Linked DNA regions of Pan troglodytes: region 1 is linked to region 2. Evidence: chromatin contacts called from public Hi-C data. All regions are on one chromosome and are shown on one strand. The core of a region is the stretch at or near the end of the contact, and the rest is flanking DNA. Distances in the headings are between cores, read along the strand shown. Region 1 holds the start of HNRNPU (heterogeneous nuclear ribonucleoprotein U). Region 2 holds the start of EFCAB2 (EF-hand calcium binding domain 2).

Region 1 (6,527 bases), core at 1,036-3,535, 110 kb before region 2:
TAATTTTACATTTCCTAAGAATGAGAACTTTCAATTCATAAAAATACGAAACTCCTAGAGCCTGTAAAATAATCCACTTAATACAACTGATGACGTGCTAAATATTAAACTACTAGGTTCTGAATGTAAACCATTATCTTCCTGCTTTTAAAAAAACTAACCCAAGTTTTGCTGCACTTAAGCATTAAGTTTTCTAACATTCTGGAACCAAAAAAAAAAAAAAAAAAAAACCACCATCACCGCATTTCATAATTGGGGAGAAACAGCTTCACTTACAAGTATCAAGACAAACCACTGTGTCATCGAAGTGTTCATCTTCTTCTTCAACAGGTGGCTGAGGAGATTTGGCTCTGAAAGACAGAATTGTCTCCTGATACAGCTTTCCGATCAACGAACGAGTAAGGGATGAGTAAAACTAGGTGAGCATCCTATACCTGCTATACTTGTTCTCTTCAATGTACTCAAAATATCCACGGCCATGATCTTCTCGTGGTCTTTTAACACCCCTCTTTTTATCTCCGCCTTTCTGTTCTGTTTTGCCGTCCCCTGAAACACACACGAGCCCCATAAAAGGCCAAGCCTCTAAACAACAAAAAAACGCTTTTCCGTTCCGAGAACCAAAGCAGCTCGACTTTATCCTGCTTTTTAACTGAGGTTTTAACCGAGGACTCAAATGTGAATTCAAAGAACAATCAACTACGAATTCGATTGGCGCTAGTGACGCAGTCTAAAGACGTTACTAATTTTGCCAGTCTCCTCGATGATTCGAGAAAGCCAAAGAAAAACTGCGCGGCCCAGGCCCGAAGCCCACGTGTATCCCGAAGAGGGCGCGGGGAGGGGGAGGGGCCGAGCCCGGCGCGGCGGCGCTCCCCTCCCCCGCGGGCCCGCGCTCCCCGCGGCCGCATTGTACTGATCTTCCGCCCCCCGCCCCGCCCGGCTCCTCCCGCCGGAAGTGACGTCACGCCGAGCCCCTGCGCTCCTTGCACAATACAGCGGCGAGGAGCCGCCAAAGCGCGCCCGCCCCGGGACCTGGGGCCTCTCCCCTCCCCCCGAGACATGTGCCCGCACCGCGCGCACGCAGCGCGACGGCGCCACCGCGGGCCGACCGGGCTCCCTCCCGCCGCCCGCCCGCGGCTCCTCCCCCTACAGCGGCAGCTGCAGCTCCCCCCGGCTCTCGAGCCACATAATGGAGGCGCTGCCACCGCCGACACACACACACACACGCGCGCGCGCGCGCACACACGCCCCGAGCCCGAGGCCTCTCGGCTCATCTGGGATTCCCCGCGCCCCCTCCCCCACCCTCACCGCGGCGCCCTCCCGCCCGGGGCTCCCTCCCCCTGCGGGGCTCCGGCAGGCCTGGGGCACGGTCCCCACCCCGCGCGGGCCTCCCGCCGCGCGCAACGTACAACGCAGCACTCACCCGCCGCCGGAGCCCCGGGGCGACCGCCGCCTCCGCCGCCTTCCGCCTTCTTCTTACCTCCCGCCTGCTGCTGGCCCTGCCTCGCCCCGGGCGGCGCCACCGTCACCGCGAACAGCGAGGTGGGGCCGCTGCTCTTCCCCGCGGCCTCCTTGGCGGCCCCGCGCTGCTGTTGGGGCTGTTGCTGCTGCGTCGCCGGCGGTTGAGGCTGCTGCTCCCCGTGCCCGTTCTCGTCGCCCGCGCCTTCCTCTTCGTCCCCGAGCTCATCTTCCCCTTCCTGGAAACCCTGATCGTCGCCGTTCTCGTCTTCCGAGGCGGCCTCCTCCTCCTCCATCGGGCCCGAGTCGGCCGCCCCCGCGGCCCCGTTCTCCTCTCCTAGCTCCATCTGGTCGCCGTCCAGAGCGGAGATTCCTTCCTCCTCCTCTTCCTCTTCCTCCTCCTCTTCATCGCCGCCGGCCGCGGCCTCCTGCTCGAGGCCTGCTCCCGAGCGCCCAGCGGAATCCCCGCCCAGGTCTAGGCTGCCGTTCCCGGGCTCCATGGCGGGGCGGCCCCCGGCCTCCTCGTCGTCCAGCGCAGCCTGGAGTCGCTCCATGAGCTCGGCCTTGAGACCCTTGTCAGAAAGGCGTCGCTTCTTGAGCTCCTCTTTCAGCTCCGACACCTTCAGCTTTTTTACATTAACAGGCGAGGAACTCATGGTGAGGGCCCCGATTCACCGCTAGGCGCTGCCTCAAACTCGGCTCCGCTCACTCGGCCACTGGTGGCGGCTGCTGCGGCTGCTCCTCGGCCGGGGCGGCGGCTGCGGCTGCGGCTGGAGATGGGTTCGTGCTGCAGAGCGGATCCGCCTGCTGTCGAACGGCGCCAATTCCTTTCACCGAGTTCGCGAGGGAGACGCGGAGACTCGCCTGGCGCGAGCGAGCACGCAACGTCCTCTCGCAGGAGCGGCGCCGCTCACGTAATATAGGCGCCCCGCCCCCTGCGCTGACGGGAGCGCTGCGCAGGAGGAAAGCCGGAGCGCGCCCGCGCTCGGCCCCGCCCATTACCGTACTTACCTCCCCGCCCCCACGCCGAACCCGGGCGGAGAGCGCTGTAGAGGCCGCGCAGTGCGCTTCCAATTGGGACTGAGCAAATGGAGGAAAAGGAAACCGCCTTTCAGTTCAACCGACTCACTGCATGATATATTGGCCTTTCTGGGTCTTTGGTGGCTATACTCGTTTGGCTTTTCTCCTTCCCAGCTTGGAGGCTGCTTTATCCAAATGCTTTCTTCAGTCCTCAACTTGGCGTTTCAACCCGAATCCGCCTTTTCTTCCATCTTAGATCTGCCTTCTTATGTGTTTCTCCAGCTCTTCGTTTAAAACTCCTTCAAATCGTATCTCAGTTTTGACTGGTATAGCATACATTGGCAACTGTTAACACGCAGCGGCTCTTTTCCTCATAATACTGTATTTGGTTTAATTTGTGTGAGTCCTGCCTTGCGAATTGGATTTTAAGTTCGAGAAGGGCAAGGGCAGAACCGTTCTTTTGTCTGTTCCACACCCCGGGTGCGGGGCCTGGGAAGTAGAGGCTTTGCTTACTACTCCGTACTGCAAACCTTAGTTTACCTGCCTTTGCAGGGCAGCTGTTCTCATGCTCTTAGTAGCCCTGAATAAACCTCAGAATTGCATTTCCAAGTTTTCTGTACCTACCACGAAGACGGACCTCCAGTAACACTTGTTCTGTCCACTTTAGGACCTGGTCATCAGCTACGAAGTCCCAGTAGCTAACCGTGAGGGTGAGACCCAGCTAAGTCTTTGATTATAGGCCCACTTGATTCTCTTCCTATTCCTGTAGAAATACTCTTGACCAAATTATTCTGAAACTTAAAGTTTATGAAAAATCAAGGGCTGTGATTTTGTAAAAAGAAAAATGGACTATCGCTCTTGAAAAGAAATCCGTTATTTTATATGTTAGAAGTTTACTTTTTCTCTTTAAATAAAAGATGTGATGTTCTCGAAGTTTTAGATAGGGAAGTCAGAATTTAGATTCGTGATAGAGGTTAACATCTTAAGCCCTAGATAATCTGCAGTGTCCAGCCAGTGTTCCATCTGACTAAGGAGATGGTTTATACCCACTGTTTGGTGCTCTAGGTGGCACAATAATATTGCCCCATTATTAATTTGAAATTTGGAAGTAAACACATTGAAATTTCTCCCATAGGCTAATATGATTTAACTAATTGATACATTTTATTTTTGAAGTTTATTTTCAGTAGCTTTTATGAAGCATTCTACCATACCTTGCAGTCATGTATACGTGAAATATTAACACTTGTGAAATGATTTGACTTGAAATTAATGGACTATGTACAGTACTACTGATAATCCCCAGTTCAAGTTCAGTGGTGAGGATAGCCCCCAAAATAGAAACTTCCAAACAGTACCAGAAACTCATTTTAGCCTTTGGTTATAATTTTGAAGGTATGAATAAGCCACAAACTGGAATTTGAAATTTTGTCTTCGTTCAGAAATGGGAAGAGAGCTACAGGGGGTTTACATGTTCACAAACTAGATAATCCCTTAATGAATCAGAGTTAAATACAATTATGATGGTTCCTTAAATTTATGTGTCCTAGATATTATTTACACCTTTAAATATTAGTTATATGAAAACAAATTTCATTTACTGGAAAACACTAAACTATGAAAACAAAGTTTGTATATCTACATATAGTAGATCTGTAACAGTCACTCTTGGAACATTAAGTCAGTTGCAATAATAAACATGAAATACAACTTTTGATGCTCACAAGAAAGTTCTATGGCTTTATCTCCAAAAGTTTTGGAGAACTTGAGAGCTGGATGGGGCCTGGAGATCGATCTGCAGTCCTGTTCATTTTACTGCCCAGGAAGCTGGGACCCTCACCCCCCACACCAATGGGCTTTCTATTACATTGTGCTGCCTTAGACAGCATTTGAAAGAAAAACAATTTCTGCTCAAAGAACCATCATCATACTATCCTTTTCACAAACAGAGGAAATATGCCATTCCATAGTCTTATGCTACCACTTCAAAGTACAAATGGTGACATCTTATTGATCATTTTTGCTTCTTATATTTTTAATGCTATCATGATAGTCCTGCTCTACAGAGACCTGTTAAAGTGCAGGTCACTTCCTGTAAATCTCTGAAGGACCTCTAAGACTATTTAAATTCCCCCTGTGTGAAATCCTAGAGGCTACCAAGAATACCGCGTGCCGGAGGAGACAAGTTAATTCTCAATAACAAAAAATGATTCAAGAATGACCTATGAATAATTGATCTGTGAGAGGTAACTACAAAGTTTTGGTGCTCTGCATATCTAGCTTACATTTTTGAGGTTTAAGCAAAGGAAATGCTATACTTTGTCACACAATTTATTCAGCAAATATTTTTTCAATACCTTCTCAAAAACATTTTATAGTCATAAAGATGAGGCAGTTCCAGAGATCTACAGTTAACAAAGCATCCTGCACTTAAAAATTTGCTGGCCAGGCCCAGCGGCTCATGTCTGTAATCCCAGCACTTCGAGAGGCTGAGATGGGAAGATGGCTTGAGGCCAGGAGTTCGAAACCAGCCTGAGCAACACAGTGAGACTCCATCTCCATAAAAAATTAAAATCAGGTGGCTGTGGTGGTACGCCTGTAGTCCGAGCTACTCAAGGGGCTGAGGTAGCAGGATCACTTGACCCCCGGCAGTCAAGGCTGCAGTGAGCCGTGATTGTACCACTGCACTCTAACCTGGACAACAGAGGGAGACCCTGTCTCAAAAAAAAAAAAAGAAAGAAAGAAAGAAAGAAAGAAAGAAAGAAAGAAAGAAAGAACCTGTTAAGATCTTATGTTAAATATTCTTATTCCCCCCCCGCCCGCCCCCAAAAAAACAAACAAAAAAAAACAAGATCGGGAGTGGTGGCTCACACCTGTAATCCCAGCACTTTGGGAGGCTGAGGTGGGCAGATCACCTGAGGTCAGGAGTTCGAGACCAGCCTGGCCAACATGTTGAAACCCCATCTCTACTAAAAACACAAAAAATAGCCAGGCGTGGTGGTGGCCGCCTGTAATCCCAGCTACTCAGGAGCCTGAGGCAGGAGAATCACTTGAACCTGGGAGGCGGAGGTTGCAGTGAGCTGAGACTGAGCCACTGAACTCCAGCCTGGGGGACAAAGCAAAACTTCGTCTCAAAAAAAAAAAAAAAAAAAAAAAAAAAAGGCCGGGCGCGGTGGCTCACGCCTGTAATCCCAGCACTTTGGGAGGCCGAGGCGGGCGGATCATGAGGTCAGGAGATCAAGACCATCTTGGTTAACACGGTGAAACCCCGTCTCTACTAAAAATACAAAAAATTAGCTGGGCGTGGCAGCGTGCGCCTGTAATACCAGCTACTCGGGAGGCTGAGGCAGGAGAATGGCGTGAACCCTGGAGGCGGAGCTTGCAGTGAGCTGAGATCGCGCCACTACACTCCAGCCCGGGCGACAGAGCGAGACTCCATCTAACAAAAAAAAAAAAAAAGAAAAGAAAAAGAGCCGGGCGCAGTGTGGCTCAAGCCTGTAATCCCAGCACCTTGGGAGGCCAAGGCGGGCGGATCACCTGAGGTCGGGAGTTTGAGACCAGCCTGACCAACATGGTCTCTACTGAAAATACAAGATTAGCCGGGTTCGGTGGCAGGCGCCTGTAATCCCAGCTACTAGAGGGGCTCAGGCGGGAGAATCGCTTGAACCTTGGAGGCAGAGGTTGCGGTGAGCCGAGATTGCGCCATTGCACTCCAGCCTGGGCAACAAGAGCAAAACTCGGCCTCCAAAAACAAAAGGGAAAATGAAAAAGAAAAAAAAGGACAAAGGTACACAAGGAAACTGTTGGAGGTAATGGATATGTTCATTTTCCTGAATGTGGTGATGGTAGCATGAGTGTGTATGTCTGTCCGAACTCACCAAATATGTATAGATTTATTAGTTATATACAGGGTTTTCTTTTTTTTTTGAGACAAAGTTTCACTTTGTTGCCCAGGCTGGAGTGCAGTGGAACCGTCTCAGCTCACTACAACCCCCGCCTCCCGGGTTCAAGCAATTCTTGTGCCTCAGCCTCCCTCGTAGCTGGGATCACAG
Region 2 (5,771 bases), core at 1,131-3,630:
GGAGTTCAGAGAAATACTGATTAATGTGGTTTGGAATAAATTAAATAATAAAAAGCTTTGCTGAATACAGTTAGTTTAAAAAATATAAAAATATAGGGGGATTTGCAGAGAAATCTGTTCAACTCTTAAAATAATTTTTAATTTATATATGTTTATATAAGAATTCCATTTTATTAACATGAAATACTAGTACTTTTTTTGGGGATGGAGTCTTGCTCTGTCATCTGGGCTGGAGTGCAGTGGCGGATCTCCGTTCACTGCAACCTCTGCCTCCCGGGTTCAAGCGATTCTTCTGCCTCAGCCTCCCGAGTAGCTGGGATTACAGGCGTGAGCCACCACACCCGGCTAATTTTTCTATTTTTAGTAGAGATGGGGTTTTACCATGTTGGCCAGGTGGGTCTTTAACTCATGACCTGAAGTGATCCACCCGCTTCGGCCTCCCAAAGTGCTGAGATTATGCGTGAGCCACCGCACCTGGCCCAGTACTTTTACTGATGAAAAATGTAATGTAAAAGGAAGGTCTGTCTTACATACAATAAGTGCTGAATCTGGGTCTTTTTTAAAAAAAAGTCATTGAGAAGACTTACTCCTTTCTTAATTTTAAAGACATTTATTATTGCAAACAGAAAAATTGTACTAGATACCGGGGATATATGAACGAATAATGCCGTTTCTGTCTTCAAGATCTTACTGTTTGGTAGGTGGAAATAAAGTGAACGAACGAAGGCACTGCAAATCAATGTGGGAGGCTCTATAAGCATGGGGCCACAGAGGAAAAGGCTGAGAGGGAAAGCTTCAATGAGTAGGTGACTTCAAGAAGGTCATCCTGGCCAGGCACAGTGGCTCACACCTGTAATCCCAGAACTTTGGGAGGGCGAGGCAGGCGGCAGATCGCTTGAGCTCAGGAGTTTGAGAGCAGCCTGGGCAACATGGGGAAACTCTGTCTCTACAAAAAATACAAAAACTAGCCAGACATGGTGGCGCGCGCCTCTCCTCCCAGCTACTTGGGAGGTTGCGGTGGGAGGGTCACTTGAGACCGGGAGGCGGAAGTTGCAGTGAGCAGAGATCGCACCACTGCACTCCATCCTGGACGACAGAGCGAGACCCTGTCTCGAAAAACAAAAGACAAAAACAAAAACAAAGGTCATCCTGCAGGACAACCAGGAGGGCACAAATGTTTGTCTGTGGGAAGCTGAAATGTTGGCGGGGGAAAAAAGCAGGGAAAGGCATTCCAGAAAAAGGAAACTGTAAACAGCACACGAAAAAGCATAGTGAATGAATAGGAAGCCTGAGACCAAACTTAGGGTTTCCTACACTTATTTCAAAGCCCTTCATTATCTATATGGAAAGGGGGAGTCTTTAAACACAAATATTTAGATCATATTGACTGAGATTTAGATATAAATGAATGCTAATAATTACTTTTCGTTTTTTGGGGTGTTAAAAATTTACTGTACAAGATTGTATTCGTTTTAAGTATCTTCTAACATGAGCCATTTTGTAATGATTCAGTTGTTTATATTCAATTTCAAGTAGAATGCTGATCACAGCGCCAAATGGGTATCTTCTACAGAAAAAGTTATTTTAATAAAGAAAAATATAGTCAGTTTTAGGATTTCCTGAGATTATAGAAACAATAAAAGCATTAAAACTGTTAAGTCATTAAATACGAGTACCTTGTATTTTGAAGGCTCTTAAAATTTAGTTTATAAATTGCTTTTACACAACATATGCACTGAAATACCATTTAAGATTAGTTTTGAAAATAGGTGTTCGTTTCAACCACATCATTACGTATTTTATTCAAAGCTCTTTATAAAAAGAGCTTTACTATGTTCCAGTACAGTAAACTTATCCAGAAAATAAGACAAAAATTTAACTTCATGCTATAGCTGCAAAGTTTCCGGAAAGCGGGATTTAAAACTTCCATTGTAACTTTAACCAGCGGTCATGTCAAATTTCACAACTAAGAACATTTTAACGCATGTAATACTGAGCACAACATGGGCACGTTTTTGTTGCTATGAGAACCTTCTATTTTGTATTAGACATTGCAGCCTTGACGACGCAATGTTTGTGCCTATTTTGCGCATGTTTTTCTGCAGCTATTCCTCTCCTCTAGCAATAGTCGAATGGCTCTGGTTTCCTCTTGCGCCCGGCCCAGTTTTTCCGTTTTAGCTTCGGTTGTCATAGGCTGTGCTGTCGCTTTCTCTGGGAAAGGACGGTGAAGACTGGACGGGAGAAACCGGGAGGGCAGGCGCGGCCGTTCTGCAGCAGCCGGGCTGTGAATGGGAAGCGGGAGGAGGAGGCTGGGCCGCGGGCTGGTTCTATCACCCCCTTGGGAGCCCAGCTCTTCACCTGGCTCTCCGGCGCTTTTCAAGATCTGCAGTTAACAACAAAGATCGAGCAACGCCACGTCGCACAAACAGGACAGGAGGGGGCGAGGGGTGTGTGCGCGCGCGTGCTGTCCCCAAATGGATGAGAAATAAGGGAAAGGAGGGGTTGGGGACCGTGTGATGAAGCAACATGCTAGGCCCGGGACAAGTCCGGCTCCGGCCTCGGGTCTGGAGGGACAAGGCTGGGGGCCGGGTGGCGCGGCGCCCGGGTCCCGGCTGGCAGACGGGCCCTCTGGTCTTCCCCCAGCGCGAGGGTCGTGGCGGGAAGCGGGGACAGGGCGCGCGCTCAGAGCCTCCTCCCCGCCCCGCCCAAGGGTCTTCCTCCCCCGGGATTCAGAGCGGCCCCTCCTCCAGGCCAGGCTCGCCGCGGGGCGCTGAGCAGGCCGGGACACCGCGGCCGAGGTTATCGTTAGGCATCTCCCAGGCGACCGGCCCCGCAGCAAGATGGCGGACGAGAAAGACAGGGAAGGTAAGGTAGGGGAGCCGGGGAGCCGCTGCCCTCGCCGCCCGCCGCGACCCCGGGCTGCACGGGGAAGCGCCGGGTGGGGTGGGCCCTCGTCCATCTGGAGTTCCCACCCGCAGGGAAAGGGCGGCCTGAGGAGAGGGCCACCCGGCAGCAGCAGTCGCCCTGCCCCCGTCCCCGTAGCCCGCCCGGCCCGCCGCTCCGCCCCGCCCCGCCTCTCTCCCCCGCCCCGCCTCTCTCCCCCGCCCCGCCTCTCTCCCCTCCTCCCTCCCTCTTCTCTCTGCCCTCCTCCCGCCGTCTTCTTTCTCCTCCCGCCCTCTTCACCCTCTTCCCCTCCTCCCGCCCCGTCCTCCTTCCCCCTCCCTCGGAGGCCGGGCCTTGCCTCCTGCGCGGGCTGCGCCGGAGGGGCCGGCAGGGGGTGCTGATAATGGCGTCGTTGTTCACGGTCGCGGGGAAGCCGCCGCCGCCTCCACACCCTCGCCTGGGGTCTCGGTGCCGCAGGCGCCACGCCGGTAGCTGTCCAGGCTGTGGGCCCCGGGGGGTGGCCTGGGTGAGGAGGAGTTCTGGCCGCCTGAATCTGACGGGATCCTCTGTTTGCGCCGAAACCCCGCCCTGGCGCAGCCTGATGGCGTTCGCGGCCACCATTTTGCCTCCTTAATGAGGACGCAGGAGGACGGTGTGGAGGTCACGGCCGCTGCCTCCGAGCTTCCCGGTCCTCCGAAATGCCTGCCCCGCCGCCGGCTAGCGCCGCGCAATTGGCCTAGTGTCTTGTCTTAAAAAAAAAAAAAGACACACACCCAAACAGCAATTTTAATAACGACGAAAAACCAAAACCTGGCGGAGATCTTGGAACCGCTGTGCGCCGGCCGGGCCTCTCCCAGGGGACCACCCAGCCCGGCGCGGTGGCCGCCGGCGGGACTGCGCTTCGAGGCTTAAGGTCGCCAGATCCGAGGCATCGATCTCCGCCTGTGCGGAGAAGCCAAAAAGTGATTACGTTTGTTTGCAAGACTGTTCATGTTGTTTTCAGTTCATGGTATGATGAAAACCCGATCCTTTATTACCATGCCCTTAGGTACTAAAAAATAATTGTGTTTGATAGTTGGCAGTCACCCACAAGTATCCAAAAACCATGAAACAGTAAAGGTAAACAAGTAGGAAGTGAAAATAATATTCCTCCTTTGTTTTCTTTCTGGAGTGCTCAAAACACCCTCTCAAACCATTTTTCTCAGCATAGAACCAAGTGTGGTCAAGTTAACAGCTAATATTTACAAGGGAAGAAACGAACCCTGAAATATTTAGTCACTTGTTCCGGTGATCACAGAAAATCGGCGAAGAAACACATGAAACTGCCAACGATCTCCCTATTGATAACAAGGATACCGTGATTTTTATATAATATTAATCTGAGAAGCCAGGATTATTTTGTAGGTATTACCTTTACGAAGATGCCCTTACATATAAAGAAAAGGGTAATTTTAAAACTTTCCCAGAAAAATGGATGGCTTATTTTTGTTCTTTATTTACCAAAAAAAAAAAAAAAAAAAAAACCATTAGGAGATAAACTAGCAAGGTAATTATGGATATTTATTTTCTTAAAAAAGACTTGGTTAGGTCAGCATGAGAAAAAACGCACTGGAGTATGGTACAAATACAATATTTCTCGTTTTTTAAAAATTGAGAGCTTTCCTGATTTTTCAGCTTTTGAACAATATTTTTCCATTTAAAGTAAATTCAGAGAAACAATTTTGTCGATAACTCATAGAAGTAATGACTGTTAAAAGCTGGATGCCATTCATTCAGAATACATATATTCAATGCCATTATGTAGATAAGGCATTCTACTTAGAACTTTGAAAGATACGAAAATGAAAGACATTGTCTTTGCTTCCAAGGAAGGTGAGATGAGTAAGGGAGATGAGATATATGCAAATGGGAGGAAATAGTTAACTGGGCTGAGTAGTCTGGGTGCCAACCACTGTGCTAGGTGTGTATCCTTGTAGTCCGTGGACAGCAGCCTGGACATCACTGGCTGCCACCGACCTAATGAATCAGTCTTCATTTTAACATGTTTGTAGGTGATTTGTATGTACATTAACGTTCGAGAAGGCCGGGCGCGGTGGCTCACGCCTGCAATCCCAGCACTTTGGGAGGCCGAGGCGGGCGGATCACGAGGTCAAGAGATCGAGACCATCCTGGCCAACATGGTGAACCCCGTTTCTACTAAAAATACAAAAATTAGCTGAGCGTGGTGGCACGCCCTTGTAGTCCCAGCTACTCAGGAGGCTGAGACAGGAGAATCGCTTGAACCAGGGAGGCGGAGGCTGCAGTGAGCCAAGATCACACCACTGCACTCCAGTCTGGCGACAGAGTAAGACTCCGTCTCAAAAAAAAAAAAAAAAAAAAAAAAAACAAAAAAAACCAAAATAAAGTTCGAGAAGCACTCATGTGCTGTATCTCATTTATTGTTAACAGTTTTATGGATTAACTAATTGCAGTTTGTGAAGGGTATTATGAAACAAAGGCATTTTGTCAGAGGATAAATAAGTAGAGACTCATTTTGGTGGTAAGATCTTTTTATGGAAATAGTCCATTACTATATTTGATTGTCAGCTACTGTATTTTGAATTTTCAGAAATTACGTCTAACCAATTAATCAGAATTGATTAAGTTTTGAGGATTCACTCAACTAAACTCATAAAAGACTGATGTGCAAACCTGAATGATTTATTAATTTAAATAGGGGTATATACATTGACTTGAAGGCTGATTTTGCCAATATACTAATATAATAATTTTGGCAATATACTAATATAATAATATACTGTTTTATGGGTACTAAGCTTCGAGTAGTGTGAATTTGTATTTCAGAAGTCATTTGATGACCATGGAATCACACAAAAGAAAGGATAATT

What was found. Hi-C and Micro-C count contacts between places; a contact is called where the count stands out from the background.
Region 1: a Hi-C map of stem cell-derived neural progenitor cells shows a contact between it and region 2, with 3 times the contacts expected there. The contact joins the promoter of HNRNPU here to the promoter of EFCAB2 in region 2. A contact is called at or near these places in 4 of 7 Hi-C or Micro-C datasets (blood, induced pluripotent stem cells and stem cell-derived neural progenitor cells) and 1 of 1 datasets of contacts at active chromatin or transcription factors (stem cell-derived excitatory neurons).

What each region holds. Positions count from the first base shown.
Region 1 is chr1:4,288,114-4,294,640 of NHGRI_mPanTro3-v2.0_pri, reverse strand. HNRNPU (heterogeneous nuclear ribonucleoprotein U) reads right to left here and starts at 2,285. Exons shown (of 14, transcript NM_001280278.1): 1 at 1,478-2,285; 2 at 435-546; 3 at 277-350. The coding sequence starts at 2,111.
Region 2 is chr1:4,181,088-4,186,858 of NHGRI_mPanTro3-v2.0_pri, reverse strand. It overlaps EFCAB2 (EF-hand calcium binding domain 2), which reads left to right and starts at 2,380. Exons shown (of 8, transcript XM_063809405.1): 1 at 2,380-2,865. The coding sequence starts at 2,527.